Linked DNA regions of Macaca mulatta: region 2 is linked to region 1. The links are chromatin contacts, called in public Hi-C maps. All regions are on one chromosome and are shown on one strand. Each heading gives the region's core, a stretch centred on a gene start, on an enhancer-like site or on the middle of the called end of the contact. The rest is flanking DNA. Distances are from core to core; before and after follow the strand shown. Region 1 overlaps RAPGEF1 (Rap guanine nucleotide exchange factor 1). Region 2 overlaps RAPGEF1 (Rap guanine nucleotide exchange factor 1).

Region 1 (6,471 bases), core at 3,107-5,606:
ATGTTTCCTGGTCTCTAGAGCAGCTGTTGGCAGAGGCGGTTTGAATGGGATTCCTTGTAGCCAAGAGACCTTGTAGGAGGTCTGTAGAGATGAGTCATGTGTGAGCTTGCAGAAAAATATCTCCCAAAGTAGCCCGGATCGGAGATTGCCTTGAGTGCCAGGCTGGGTCTTACCTCAGGCCAGCTGAGCGTGTTCCCTGTGGCCAGGATAAGATCACGCTCTGGAAAGAGGACAGGCCTGACAACCCGCCGCCTGCCCCACCCCGCGGCCGCCTCGCCGCCGGGACAGGTGTTCCTCTGAGCCGTCACCCGTCTTGCCCCAAAGGCTGTTTTATGAGTAAATAAATAAAACCCACCGTTTGTGAATTATTAAGGGATCTGTCATCCAGCAGGCCAGTCATCTTAGTTTCTGGTCATCTGTTTGAGAACGTCTGAGTTGTGTCCTTGGGTGATTCGTACCCTTTCCTGGGGCTTATTTTCCTCATCAGTGCCAGGAAGGAGTGGGACTCAAAAGGAATGCTCCTCTGTTTGTGTTTTTAAGCTGCAGCCTGCCCCCCCCCCGACTTTTTTTTTTTTTTTAATTTTGAGTTCTGGAATACATGTGCTGAACGTGCAGGTTTGTTACAGAGGTATACATGTGCCATGGTGGTTTGCTGCACCCATCAACCCATCATCTAGGTTTTAAGCCCCGCATGCGTGACTGCAGGCCCTTTTTTATACATAAGAAGACCATTAGGTAACCACTAATGGGGAAGCCTCTTTGAATGCCGTCCTTCCTGCTTAGCCGTGGCCGAGGCTCCTCCTTGGACCCTCCGCCCTAAACACAATGTGAAAACCCACTTCCTGCATGTTCTCACAGCCTCCCCTACCAAAATCAACTTCCTCTGGGCTCTTTGTGCCTTCTCTTCCTCTAACAGGTACTAAATTCCATGGAAATGCCCCAGATCAGTGCTTGAGTAGAATGATGTTTAACTCATTCAAAATCAAAGCCCCAGTTTCCTTTCTGCAAGTTAAAAATCAACAAGTGAAACGTTAAAGAGATCATTAGCTGCGTGAGGGAGTGTGCCTGTCTACCGCTGTGGTGCCATCACGGGGCCTCGAACGCAATGGGTGCTCAATAAATAGTTACTAAAAGAATGAGTGGATTTCGTTAATGTTATCATGGAATGAATTTCAGTTTCTGGTTCCAAGTCTCAAATTATCTTTAGATGTAGCTTATTCTGGTTTTAAATAGCCAATAAGGATGTTTCTTGGTACATTAATAGGACCAATATCTGATGAGTGGTGTGCAATTAGTTGGGGGTTCTGTGTTAACCATACACCTTGGTCAGTGTTTTCCTGTAGTCCTCTGAACATTAATGATGAAGTTAGGATCAAATTCCCAGAACACTGTTGGGAGAATGCCAGGACACCGTGAAGGCTGAGCCGCCACTCGGCTCTGACGCTGCATCTGTCAGTCAGTGCATGTTCTTTGAGCTTCCACTTGTAGTGACTGCCTGGTTCTTTGGGATACTCAGGAGCAAAGCACTTGTAGGCAATGCTCATTCTGCCCTGTATTTACAAACCAAGGCCTGTGCCAGCTCTGCTCAGCCTGACACCCATAGTGAGCACCGTCCCAGGAATCCCTGTCCCTACTTGTTATTTATTTATTTTTTTCAGTTGGCCTTTCAACGTGATTTAGGACTAGCTTTCTGCAGCATTACTGTCTTTTGCCAGGATAACTGTGTGGTGTGTGCTGTCTAGGGCTGGGGTGCAGGCTGTTGGTGTGCCTCTGGCTCCGCCTTCCTTCTTTGTCAAGGGGCATGGGCAGTCTTTCTTGCTACTTCCCCTTCTTCCGTGAGGTACAGGGGAGAGGCTCACCTGAGTGTATTAGAACTCTGCTGTCTGCTGGTCACAATTCCTCTTTGTCCCACTTTCTTCTTCCATTCGTAGTTTGAAAGACAGGTGGCAGTTCTCTGAACCCACGTCCCACCCACCCTGCCGTCTGGACTGCTGCTTCCTGGAACACCATGACTCCTGTCACAGCTTAGACCTCTGTCCCCATCAGTCCCTTAGCAGCAGGCTTTCTCTTTGCTTTTCACTGGCTTGCCGGAACCACATAGTGACTTTACTGCATATTAAGTTTTGTGATCAGGCAATTCTGCAGTGCTTTTAAAGCATAGAAATGGAGCACTGAGCACAGGATGCTGTGTGGGTTTGCCCAGGGCTGGGTTCAGAGGGCCGGATTTCAGGCATTTGCTCTATAGCTTTTTAAAATTTGTGCCATTGGTGTGGACCTGGCAGATGCGATTCCCAGCCACACACTGTATTGTTAAAGACGGAGCAGGAGTGTGACGCTGGCAGTAATTGAGAGAAGGAAAGACACGGAATGAGAAGAGAGGACAGCTGACAGCCAGTGGAATGTGACCGTGTTAAATAGCCACTTAGCTGACCCCAAATGAGCAAACAAACAAAACCCCTGGTTGGAAACAGTGGTTGTGTTTATTTGCTGGTTATCATGTGCTCCCATCCTCCTTCAAGTGATGGTTCTGAATAAATAGATGGATGATTGTTCGTGAGTCATGGAATTGGCTACTCTCAACCCCTCCTTTCAATAATAAATACAAATAATAGTAGTAGCTGATGTTCATTAGGCACTTACCACGTGCTGTGCCAGGCTCGCTTCTGTGTGTTTTACACTTGTGGTTGCATTTAATCCTTTCAATAGGAGAAAGGTACTGTTAACTGTTCTCATTCTGCAGAGGAGGAAACTAAGACACGGAGCTTAGTCTTTGAGATCTGAAAGAGTTAAAATTTACACATAGTCATATACTGAGTTGGGGCAAAGTTAGGACTAAAGCCCATCAGACTATTCCCCATGCATCTGTATTTTCATTGATTCTGATATCATTCTCTTGGCTTTGTGACGTGGGTGAAAATGAGCCTTCGCGTTTCCAGGGACCCCTCTGCCACAGAGGCAGCTGCTGCGCTAACAGGATACCCCGTCATCCTGAGGGTTCCTTTGAAAGATAGCTCTCCTTCTGGCTGTCCTGCTGCAGCTCACAGGGGACCGCGGAAGCCTTGCTTCTGGCTGGGTGACGGTGGGCAAATTGCTTCATCTCTCTGAGCCTCAGCTGCCTTTGTTGTAATTTGGTAGGGTAGATAAACCCACCCCAGAGCCCTTTCTAATGCTGGTTCTTCTTCTTCTTCTTCTTCTTCTTTTTTTTTTTTTTTTTTGAGATGGAGTCTCTCTCTGCTGTCACCCAGGCTGGAGGGCAATGGGGTGATCTCGGCTCACTGCAACCTCCCCCTCCCAGGTTCAAGCAATTCTCCTGCCTCAGCCTCCCAAGTAGCTGGGATTTGAGGCACCCGCCACCATGCCCGGCTAATTTTTGTATTTTTAATAGAGATGAGGTTTCACCATGTTGGTCAGGCTGGTCTCTCTGGCCAGGCTGGTCTCGAACTACTGACCTCATGATCCGCCTACCTCAGCCTCCCAAAGTGCTGGGATTACAGGCATGAGCCACCGCGCCCGGCCCTAAGGCTGGTTCTTTGTGAGTCTCGACTGCAGTATGTGGACTTACTGAGGGTTGTTTTGTTGATGGTTTTTAATGGTAGTAAATGTTGGACAGCACTTAACTAATCATCAAAATAGGTTTTGAAACATTTTGTACAGATTAGTTTCTTTGTTGTTTTGGGCTTTGTTAATTTTGTTAGTTAGTTTGTTTGTTTGTTTTTTTTTTTTTTTGAAACGGAGTCTTGCTCTGTCACCCAGGCTGGAGTGCAGTGGCGCAATCTTGGCTCACTGCAAGCTCCGCCTCCTGGGTTCATGCCATTCTCCTGCCTCAGCCTCCTGAGTAGCTGGGACTATAGGCACCTGTCACCACGCCTGGCTAATTTTTTTGTGTTTTTAGTAGAGACCGGGTTTCACCGTGTTAGCCAGGATGGGCTCGATCTCCTGACCTCATGATCCGCCCACCTCGGCCTCCCAAAGTGCTGGGATTACAAGCGTGAGCCACCGCGCCCGGCCAATTTGTTTCTTATCGTAAGGTATTGCAGTTGCACAAGAATTTTTCCCGGATGAGGACGATGGCAGCTCACATTTATTATTTCCTGTGTTCCAGGAATGATCCTAGGAGCTTTACCTTCAGATATGTGTGTGATTTAATTAATTCTGTCCTTATAAAGAGTCAGCAATGGCAGGTATTGTGCCAATTTGACAGTTGAGGAAAGGGAGGCAGCAAGAGGGAAGTGACTTGCCAGGGTTGGGTTGTGTATTGCTGAGAACTGGAGTTTCAGTTCTCTCCCCTTCCTGGGGTCTAGGACTGACTTGACGGCACCACCACTGCCTTGGGTTAGAATGTACTCTGGGGTTCCCCCTGGGGCTTTCCAGCTCTCTGTAGGACTGTTAAGGTGGCACCACATCTGCCTACAGATTTATGAAGAAGCCCCTGGTTTCTCCATTATTGAAGTGGCTTAAAAAGTACATTTGCTGAAAATATTGCATGAGAATCTGCTTTGGAGAAACCTCTCACAGATGGCACAACAGTGGGAAGTGGCCCTTATGAGTTAAAGTAGTTCCGTCCATCCGCCCACCCAACGCTGGCTGTCACTGAGTGTGGAGCAGCCTGCCAGGGAGGAGAGGGTACTGAGAAGGCTGAGGCGTCAGTGCCCTTGGGGAACTGACAATCAGCCACCACCTGTGTTGTGCACAGGAGACTTTTGATGTTAACTCTCACACCCTCAACCATGTTACAGGCAGCATGAGCCTGAGCTGAGAGTTGGGAGACCTGCCTCATGGCCTCTGGGTCTGCACCGAGGTACCGGATCAGTGCCCTTCCCCAACCCTGTCTCTCCATCTGTGCGGTGAGCCGGTGCAGAGCAGTGACTTGAGAGCATGTGCTTCAGGTCCTCCAGCTATGGCTTTAGATACCAGCCCTCCTGTGTCATTGTTGTGGGATCTTGGGCATGTCACTCTGTCTTGTCAAAGCCTCAGTTACTTATCTGTAAAATGGAGAAAATCCTAACAGTACCTGCCTTATGGCATGGAGGGAGAATGAAATGAGATGATGTGCGTAAAGCGTTTAATCAGAGTCTGGACACATGAGAAGTGCTCGATAAACCTTAGCGTTTGTTCTTACGTCAGGTGGCCTTCTCCTCTAAAGTGATCATTTCTTTAACAATGGTAATCTGGTAACTAAAATTCAAACCTCAGTACTCACAGAGAAGGGGAGGTCCCTGGCTGTTGAGGTATTTCCTTTTAGGCTGGTTTGTTCTTTCTCTTTCTCTCTCTAAGAAAGCTGAAGTCCAGGGAGGAGGTTTCTCCAATTAAGTAATAAACTTTTGAAGTGATCACTTGAAGTGATCACTCATAGGACGAGTAGAGGGCAGTTCATTTCAGCTACACGTGTCCCAGTGCATGCAGGCAGAGCATGAGGCCCTGATTTTCATTTGAGTCTCTCTGGAAGGAATGGGCCTGTGCTTGCAGGCTGTGGTATATGTCAGAGCCACAGCGGGGCTGATACACCAACAGGTATATTTTTTGCCCTGTCTCAAGAGACACCTCCCCAGTTTCTCCTTGCGGAGTGACTCTCAGGGATTAATTAAATTGTCTTTGTTCAGCTCTGGAGGTGAAATGATCACAGAGTGTTGCGTTTGTGACAGTTAAAAACCACAAGACATTCAGGGTCCTCGTGTACCAAGTAACGTACAAATTGCATTGAGCACTGCAAGAAGGGGGATTTCATACCCTTTGTTTTTCTTTCTTGATTAATTTTCACAGTAAAGATAAATTCAGAAATGCTGTTGTGGTGTTCTGAGTCTTCCTTAACCCCTGCTCCACGGGGAATTTCGGGTACGTGAAAGTAAACGTGTGTAGTCTCCTTGCAAATTTGTCCATGCAGCTAGCATGAAGCACAGTGCTATTTGCAGAGACCAAAGCCCAGTCAACCCTTTTCACTTTCTGTAATCATTTCGTCCTGGAGCTACAGAACCTCTCAATTAGCATAACCACACTAATTTGTGCTTCTGCCTCAGCTTGTCAAGAGTGCCTTCCAAATATTAATTCTCTGAGCTCATCAGAAAACCAAAGGCACAGATCAAAAGCATGCTTTTCTGCATGATCTGTCCTTGTTTTTTTCTGTTCACGAGGAGCTTTCTCTATTAATTACCCTAAATATGCAAGGTTATAGAATGAAGCTTTTATATTTGACAAGTAAGAATTGGGCTAGGGACCTGGATTACTGAGACTCGGGCTAGGGACTGCCCTTGCTACAGGGGTGCCGAGTTCCCTGGCCTCAGCTTGGCAGGAGAAATGCATGTACTGCTGAGGAAATTCTGTAGGCTAAAGTCATGGGGAGCAGGTGAGTCACAATCGCCAGAAATGTTTGGACCTGTGACATCTTTGGGCGATGAAGAGGGAACCAGCTTGGCACTGCCACAGACACACCGTGTCCTCTGGGGCAAGCCAGGATTCCCTCCTGGGCCTCTGAAC
Region 2 (6,361 bases), core at 3,705-6,204, 130 kb after region 1:
AGTCCCCCTGCCTCCACAGGCATCCTGGGCTGCACTGGGAACTGTCTTGCCCCCGGGGGGATCCTACTTCACCTCTGACTTGTGGTTTGGTGAGCAGAGAAGGATGGATGGTGCTGTGTCCCCTGGCCCAAGTTGTGTGCTCAAAACAGTGACATGTCCTGGTGCCTTGGTGCCGGGGCAGCTCCCAGGCCATCCAGCTCCCAGACTCAGTCCAGTTTGTGGCTGTCACCAAGCACAAGGCGAGTCTGGAGGGCACCCCTGGCATTGCAGTGCAGTCACACTGCTCCTGGGCCGAGGCGCACAGGAGAGGGGACTTGGGGTCCCTGCGTTGCATTTTCTTTGTCACCTCATTCCTGCCTATTTCTTCCTAAACTGACTCTCTGAAGGGCGTACTCTACCTCATACCTTCCTTGGCTGTTTTCATTACAGGGTGATGACGGGCCGGATGTCCGCGGAGGATCTGGGGACATCTTATTGGTCCATGCTACTGAGACTGACAGGAAAGGTAGGGTGCCCTCTCTGCAGCGGCCTTTGTGTCAGCAAGCTCACTAGATTGGGGCTGATCCCGCCCCAGGTGCCACTCGGCCTCCCATCACTATCCTGTCCCCTTCTGGCAGCCAGCCCTGAGCAGGTCTGATGAGCAGTTCTGGGGCACCTGAGTCAGAGCAGGGAGAGCCCACCTTGGGAGACAAGTAGATCATGTTCAACTCCAGGGATGTGTGGCGTCTGTCCTCCACTGGTACAAGGTAATGACTCCAGGGTCCTTGAGGGGCTCAGCGCATAGCAGGTGCACCACAGACAGCGCCTTGAATGGTGGCGTGTCACCCAGTAGTACCACACTTAAGATAACATGCAGGTACCTTTTGATCCCTTTCCTGACTGCTGAGTCACTCTGTTATTCCAGACCATTAGACCAGACTTCACTCACATACTCCACGAGGACATTCTTGAAAGTTTGTTCCATCCAGGAACCTTCGATTCTGTAGCAGCGGCCTCAGTTTCACAGCACACAGCTGCCCCACCCCACCACGCATTCAGTGTGCTGATTGAGAGGGCTGGAAAAGCAGGGACCATCCCCTAATCCCTAAAATGCCCTGTTGGGTGGACTCTGCTAGCAAAAGAGCTGTCATTCCCAGTCATGTTCTGGAAAGGAGGTGCCAGTGACCTGGTGGGGTGCGGCCGCAGCCCCCTTCACTGCCTACCCTCAAGGGGCCAGCACCACCCGGCCAGCCCACCTCTCCACACGCTGCTTTGCTTTTTACATTGAAAAAAATGATTTAAAAGATGATGTCAGAGCAATGGTAAAGTAAACTGTGGAGGGAATGAAAACGCCCCCACCTTGAAATCCTAGCCCAGCCTGTTTCATTTCTTTTTTTTTTTTCTTTTTTTTTTTTTTTTTTTTTTTTTTGAGACAGAGTCTTGCTCTGTTGCCCAGGCTGGGGCGCAGTGGCGCATCTCGGCTCACTGCAAGCTCCGCCTCCCGGGTTCACACCATTCTCCTGTCTCAGCCTCCCGCTGTTTCATTTCTGTAAAGGACTCTGTCCCTGTGTTTCCTCAACACGTTTCCCAAAACATGTGACCTAGAATGACTCGGGGAATTTCTGAATTATGGAAGTAGTACTAAAAAATATTTACGTTGCAGAAAATTAGAGAAAAAGAAGAGATGGCTCCCACAAACTCACCGCAGCCACTGTTCCGCCCTCCCCTTCACTGTTCCCTCACCCTTTGTTTGTTCTGACCAGGGCAGGGCCCAGACCTGGCGATGCTGCATCCTAGCCCCAGCTGTGCCATGACAGGCTCCGAGGGCCCCTGGGCAGTCCCCAGACTCCACTTGTTGAAGGGGTGAACGGTGCCCATCGTTATGCGGATTACGTGAGGGAGTGTGAAACCTGCCCCCCACGTCAGTGGTGCAGGGGGGGTGATCAGCACCATCCTGAGCGCAGCCCTCACTTGGCTTCTCTGCAGTGAATCCCCTCCCTGCCTGACACAATGGGGCTCCATCCTCAGCCAGGCACAGGAGTGACTTTCATTTCCTTTTTGTCCACAGTGAGGGGCTGAAATGGGAGCTGGCTTCAGACCTCGGCTCCAAAGGGTGAACTCCACTGTCCTGTTGGGTACAGCCAGCTGTGGCCAAAGCTGGAGGGGGCCCCGAGACAGGACAGCCAAGAGGCTTCTGGCTTTTGCTAGCTGGACCTGCTGAGAGGAGGCTCTGTGCCGTTGGGAGCTTTGCCTGATGTTATTAGCAGGAGGGTTGGAGGCTCCCCAGAACCAAGGTTGTACCTAGGAAAGTATTACTGAGGCAGAAGCCATGGCTCCACTGGGAGGGTGAAGCACCTTGTGGCAGGTAACAAAGCAAGCTCCTTGGGCAGGTGCTTCCTGCAAGCCATAGACTGCACCAGCAGCACGAGCGGCTGGGAGCCCCATGGCTCAGCTGTGGACCCCAGCCTGCCGAGCAGCACTTGGCAGGGAGAGGCCACGTGGGGATGCTTTGTGGTTGTGCGGCTCTGCTCTCAGGTGTCAGGACCTGCGTGGGAGAAGGTCAGGTCAGCCTTGGCCTCAGGCCTCAGCTTAGATCCTGTCTATCCCTTGGCAACTGTGTGCCAGGCCTGTCACTTAGCCCCAGAGCTTCCAATTCCTTGGGAGGAAAATGAAGGACGGTTTTGGGGCCTTTTAGGGCTGTCACGAAGACCAGGTGAGCTAGGGTGCACAGAGTGCTCAGGGCCACACCGAGAGTCCTGTGATCACTAGAGGAGTGGCACGGCACTGCCCGTCCCAGAAGCCAGGTGCTGTCCCATCTGCCGTAATCCAGGGCACAGCAGAGGAGGGAGGGCTCTGAAATTGGGCAGACATGGGCGCAGACCCGGTGTGGTGGTGTGGCCTCGTGCCTGGGCTCCTCCTCCCTCGGTGGGGTAACAGGCCTCTCTGTCCTTGTGGGATTGCTCTGGGCACTGAAGGATGTGGCGTATGTTCAGAGCGTGGCCCAGTGCTCACCAGCGAGTCCCACGAAGTCGCCATGGCTACTGGCAATGATGCACCCGCAAAGGCCAGTTGACTTGGGCCCCTTCTTCTAGAAGCAGGTGTGGGTCTATGCTGGCCATCTCTGCTTCCTTCCTGAAGCACTCTTTGAACAAAAATCCAAGCTTGACAGTGAACTTGTTGGGTGTGGGGGCCCAGGAATGAGCCCGAGCACGGCGCACATGGGTCCTGCTGTGGTTCCCAGCCCGGAGCCTCCCTCACCTGCCGGCCCCACCCCATGCAGCCTCCAGTGTAAGAGCAGGCATGGGTTTTCCTCTCTTGTTTGATGCAGGAGGGGATGGAGCAAGGGTGGGGGCAGGAGCCAAGCCAGCACGGCTCAGCTGGAGACATTGGTTCCTCAAGGTTCCTCTACCCAGCAGCTCGGCAATGAGTGAGAAGGTGGGAGCAGGTGGTCTGTGCCCAGAGCACAAGATTTAAGCCGTGCATGTGTGCGCCCAGCCTCACAGTGAGGAGCACGGCTGCGGAGCCTCCTTGGGTCTCACACCTCAGCAGCCATGGGGGATGGCTGCAGGGAGTGAGTGTGGCCACCTGTTGGCTCAGGCAGTGTCCTACGTTTTAAAATTCCACTTTTTTCTGTAATACTAGAGACAGCACAGTTGAGAAGGTGTCACCACAGCAAATAAATAAGGCTGTTGCAATTCTGGGAAGTCTGGGAGTCCCTGGCTGGTACCAGCCTCCTCTTAGAGGAGGCAGGCGTGGAGAAGTGAAGGGTGGAGCTGCCAGCCCACATCTGCCCAGTGGCTGGCACCACGCCCCTCCTCGGTACCCGGCCCAGGCTGTGCCTCTTCAGCCTATCCCTTAGGACTCAAAACGTGAAATTTCCCCAGATTTTTGGGTTGGACCCTACCATCTAAAAGTACTGGCTGGGCACAGTGGCTCACACCTATAATCCCAGCACTTTGGGGAGGCCACTTGAGGCCAGGAGTTTGAGACTAGACTGGCCAACATGGTGAAACCTTGCCGCTACTAAAAATACAAAAATTGCCAGGTGTGGTGGTGCGTGCCTGTGGTCCCAGGTACTCGGGAAGCTTGAGGCAGGAGAATCACTTGAACCCAGGAGGCAGAGGTTGCAGTGAACCAAGATCGCACCACTGCACTCCAGCCTGGGCGGTAGAGTGAGACCCTGTCTCAAAAATAACAATAATAATAATAATAATAATAATTTAAAAATAAAAGTACTGCCTAAGATTTCGTTTCAGGATCCTGCTGACAAGTTTGAATTATTTCCTTTGTGCCCATGATGGCTAAGACCCTCTGAAGCATTAGACTCAGACAGGCAGAGCCTCTCAGAGTCTAATCCAGAGCTGGCTCCTACCTGGAACAGGCGTGCCTCCGGGTTTTGATGCCTAGGGCAGGCATCACTCATCAGCCTAAGTGCCCTCTTCCACTGGGACCAGAGCTGGCCTCAGCTCCCACAGCACGGTTCTCCAGGCAGCACCATCGTCAGTAGAAAGTGCCCATGAGATAAAACCCATTCCTGTTTTCCCTCTCTGATCTGCCATTTCCTTTGAGAGATGGACAGAGAGGACATGTGACTTCTCTGGGACATGCAGGCGGAGGCACCAGAGGGGGTTCCCAGGCCCTTGGCTCCCTCGCCCGTCCCACTCCCCCATGCCGTCTCCCCTGCCTCTCTCAGAGCAAGGACTCAGATCCACCGCAGCTCCCACCCTCAGCCCTCTGCACCCTGACAAGCAGCTTGTGTTGCTTTTCCCTCTAGATTTGGTGTTGTACTGCGAGGCCTTCCTGACCACCTACAGGACCTTCATCTCCCCAGAGGAGCTCATCAAGAAGCTGCAGTACAGATATCCTTTCCCGCCTGACCCACGGCCCCTGCGCCATGGGCATTTCAGAGAGAGAGGGGCCCTCTTGCCCCTCAGCCCTCGTGGGGGAAGCTGAGCAGCATGTTGGGTGGCAGTGTGATTGAAGTGGGGACACAGGAGCCCCACGGACTGAGGTTCCCACCTCTACCCTCCTGCATTCCAGCTTTGAGCTCGGGCAAGCTCCTCATCTCTTAAAGGGTCGAGTGAAATGATGTGAAGAGGCTGGAACGCAGTCTGGGAATGTGTGCCTGGTGGCAGTTGTGATCATTGGATGATTCTAAAGAAGAATTAGACATGCCGCGGACTGGGAGGGAGCGAGTGTGCCGGTCCTGCAGACGCCCCTGCAGAGACCCCCATGGTCGGCTCTGGCAGCTTCTCAGAGCTGAGCCCCAGGACATTGGGCACGATGGACACCAAGACCCAAATAGAAAGCTCAGGGGTCAGCACAGTCACCTCCCCCGCAGCGGACTCTGCGACTGCCACATCCACAACTGGAATGGGCTCCTGTCCCCAGATCTACCTCACGGGCCCACCCTCAGTAAATGTCACCCTCTGCAGTAGTGGCTGAGAAGGACCCCAGGGGCTTGGAAGGACCCACTTGTGTGACCCGTTGCTTCTTCAAGTCTGAACCTGCCCACCCTACGAGGCTGACCTGCAGCTGCTGCTCCAGGAGGGCAGGCTGGGTCGGCTGCTCCTCAGCCACCTCTTAGCACATAGCCCACGGCTGCCATCTGCTGGGCAGCTGCCACCACCTGGGGTAGGAAGTCCTGAGTCCACCAGCGCCCTCACCCCTTCCTGTATGCCCTGAGCCTTCACTGCTCCACTCGGGGTCTCCTGCAGACCTCCTGGCCTCGCGTTCTCCCCTCGTGGTGACCTTTAGAATTCCGAATCTATCAAGACACACGTGGACATCTTCCACTGGCGGAGTCTCGGGTCCCTGGCAAGTTCTGTCACTCAGAGCGCCTGTTCACAGGCCTGGCTCAGTGAATGGCTGTCACTCACACGTGTCGAGGGCTTGCTGGTCAGGCGAGATGTGCTTTACATGTGTGCTTTCACCTAGCTCTATGACCATTTTTTAATACGTGTGTGTGGGTGTGTGTAAAATTACTGTATTATACATGGGGCCACTGCTCTATAATTTCCTATTGTGTAATTGAGGAAACCGAGGCTCAGAGACATGAAGGACCTGACCCATGTGGCTGCTTGGTGGGAAAGCAGCCACACGCCACTTGCCCCCCTGCTGCCAGCGCCCAGGCTCTCCGCCTCTGCCTGGCTCAGCCATCATGGAAATGGTGCAGCATCAAGGTCTAGGCCTGATTGGCTGGCGACCCCTGTGCTATGGACCAAGCCATCGTCCCTGCTACGTTGCTCTGTCCTGAGCCCCATGACTTGGAAGGTCCAGGATCACTAGAGAGAGAGCAGGAGGGTATCGGAGAGGTCTGGAGAGTTGATGGCAAGCACAACAGCCGGGCAGGAAACCCTGACCGCAAAGCAGAGCCCAACCT

Evidence for each region. A called contact is a pair of places that touch in the nucleus more often than the background predicts.
Region 2: a Hi-C map of blood shows a contact between it and region 1, with 4 times the contacts expected there. The contact joins two enhancer-like sites. A contact is called at or near these places in 3 of 14 Hi-C or Micro-C datasets (blood, fetal cortical plate and sperm).

The regions. Positions count from the first base shown.
Region 1 is chr15:15,775,450-15,781,920 of T2T-MMU8v2.0, forward strand. The region is part of intron 2 of RAPGEF1 (Rap guanine nucleotide exchange factor 1); the gene reads left to right. Among named protein-coding and RNA genes, the nearest start is that of RAPGEF1, 9.3 kb to the left of the region's middle. Within about 2 kb of position 4,357, at least 16 of the 40 cell types and tissues checked have an H3K27ac peak or open chromatin away from gene starts, as enhancers often do.
Region 2 is chr15:15,909,172-15,915,532 of T2T-MMU8v2.0, forward strand. RAPGEF1 (Rap guanine nucleotide exchange factor 1) reads left to right here. Exons shown (of 24, transcript XM_077967461.1): 14 at 430-505; 15 at 4,754-4,838. Among named protein-coding and RNA genes, the nearest start is that of UCK1, 70 kb to the right of the region's middle. Within about 2 kb of position 4,955, at least 2 of the 40 cell types and tissues checked have an H3K27ac peak or open chromatin away from gene starts, as enhancers often do.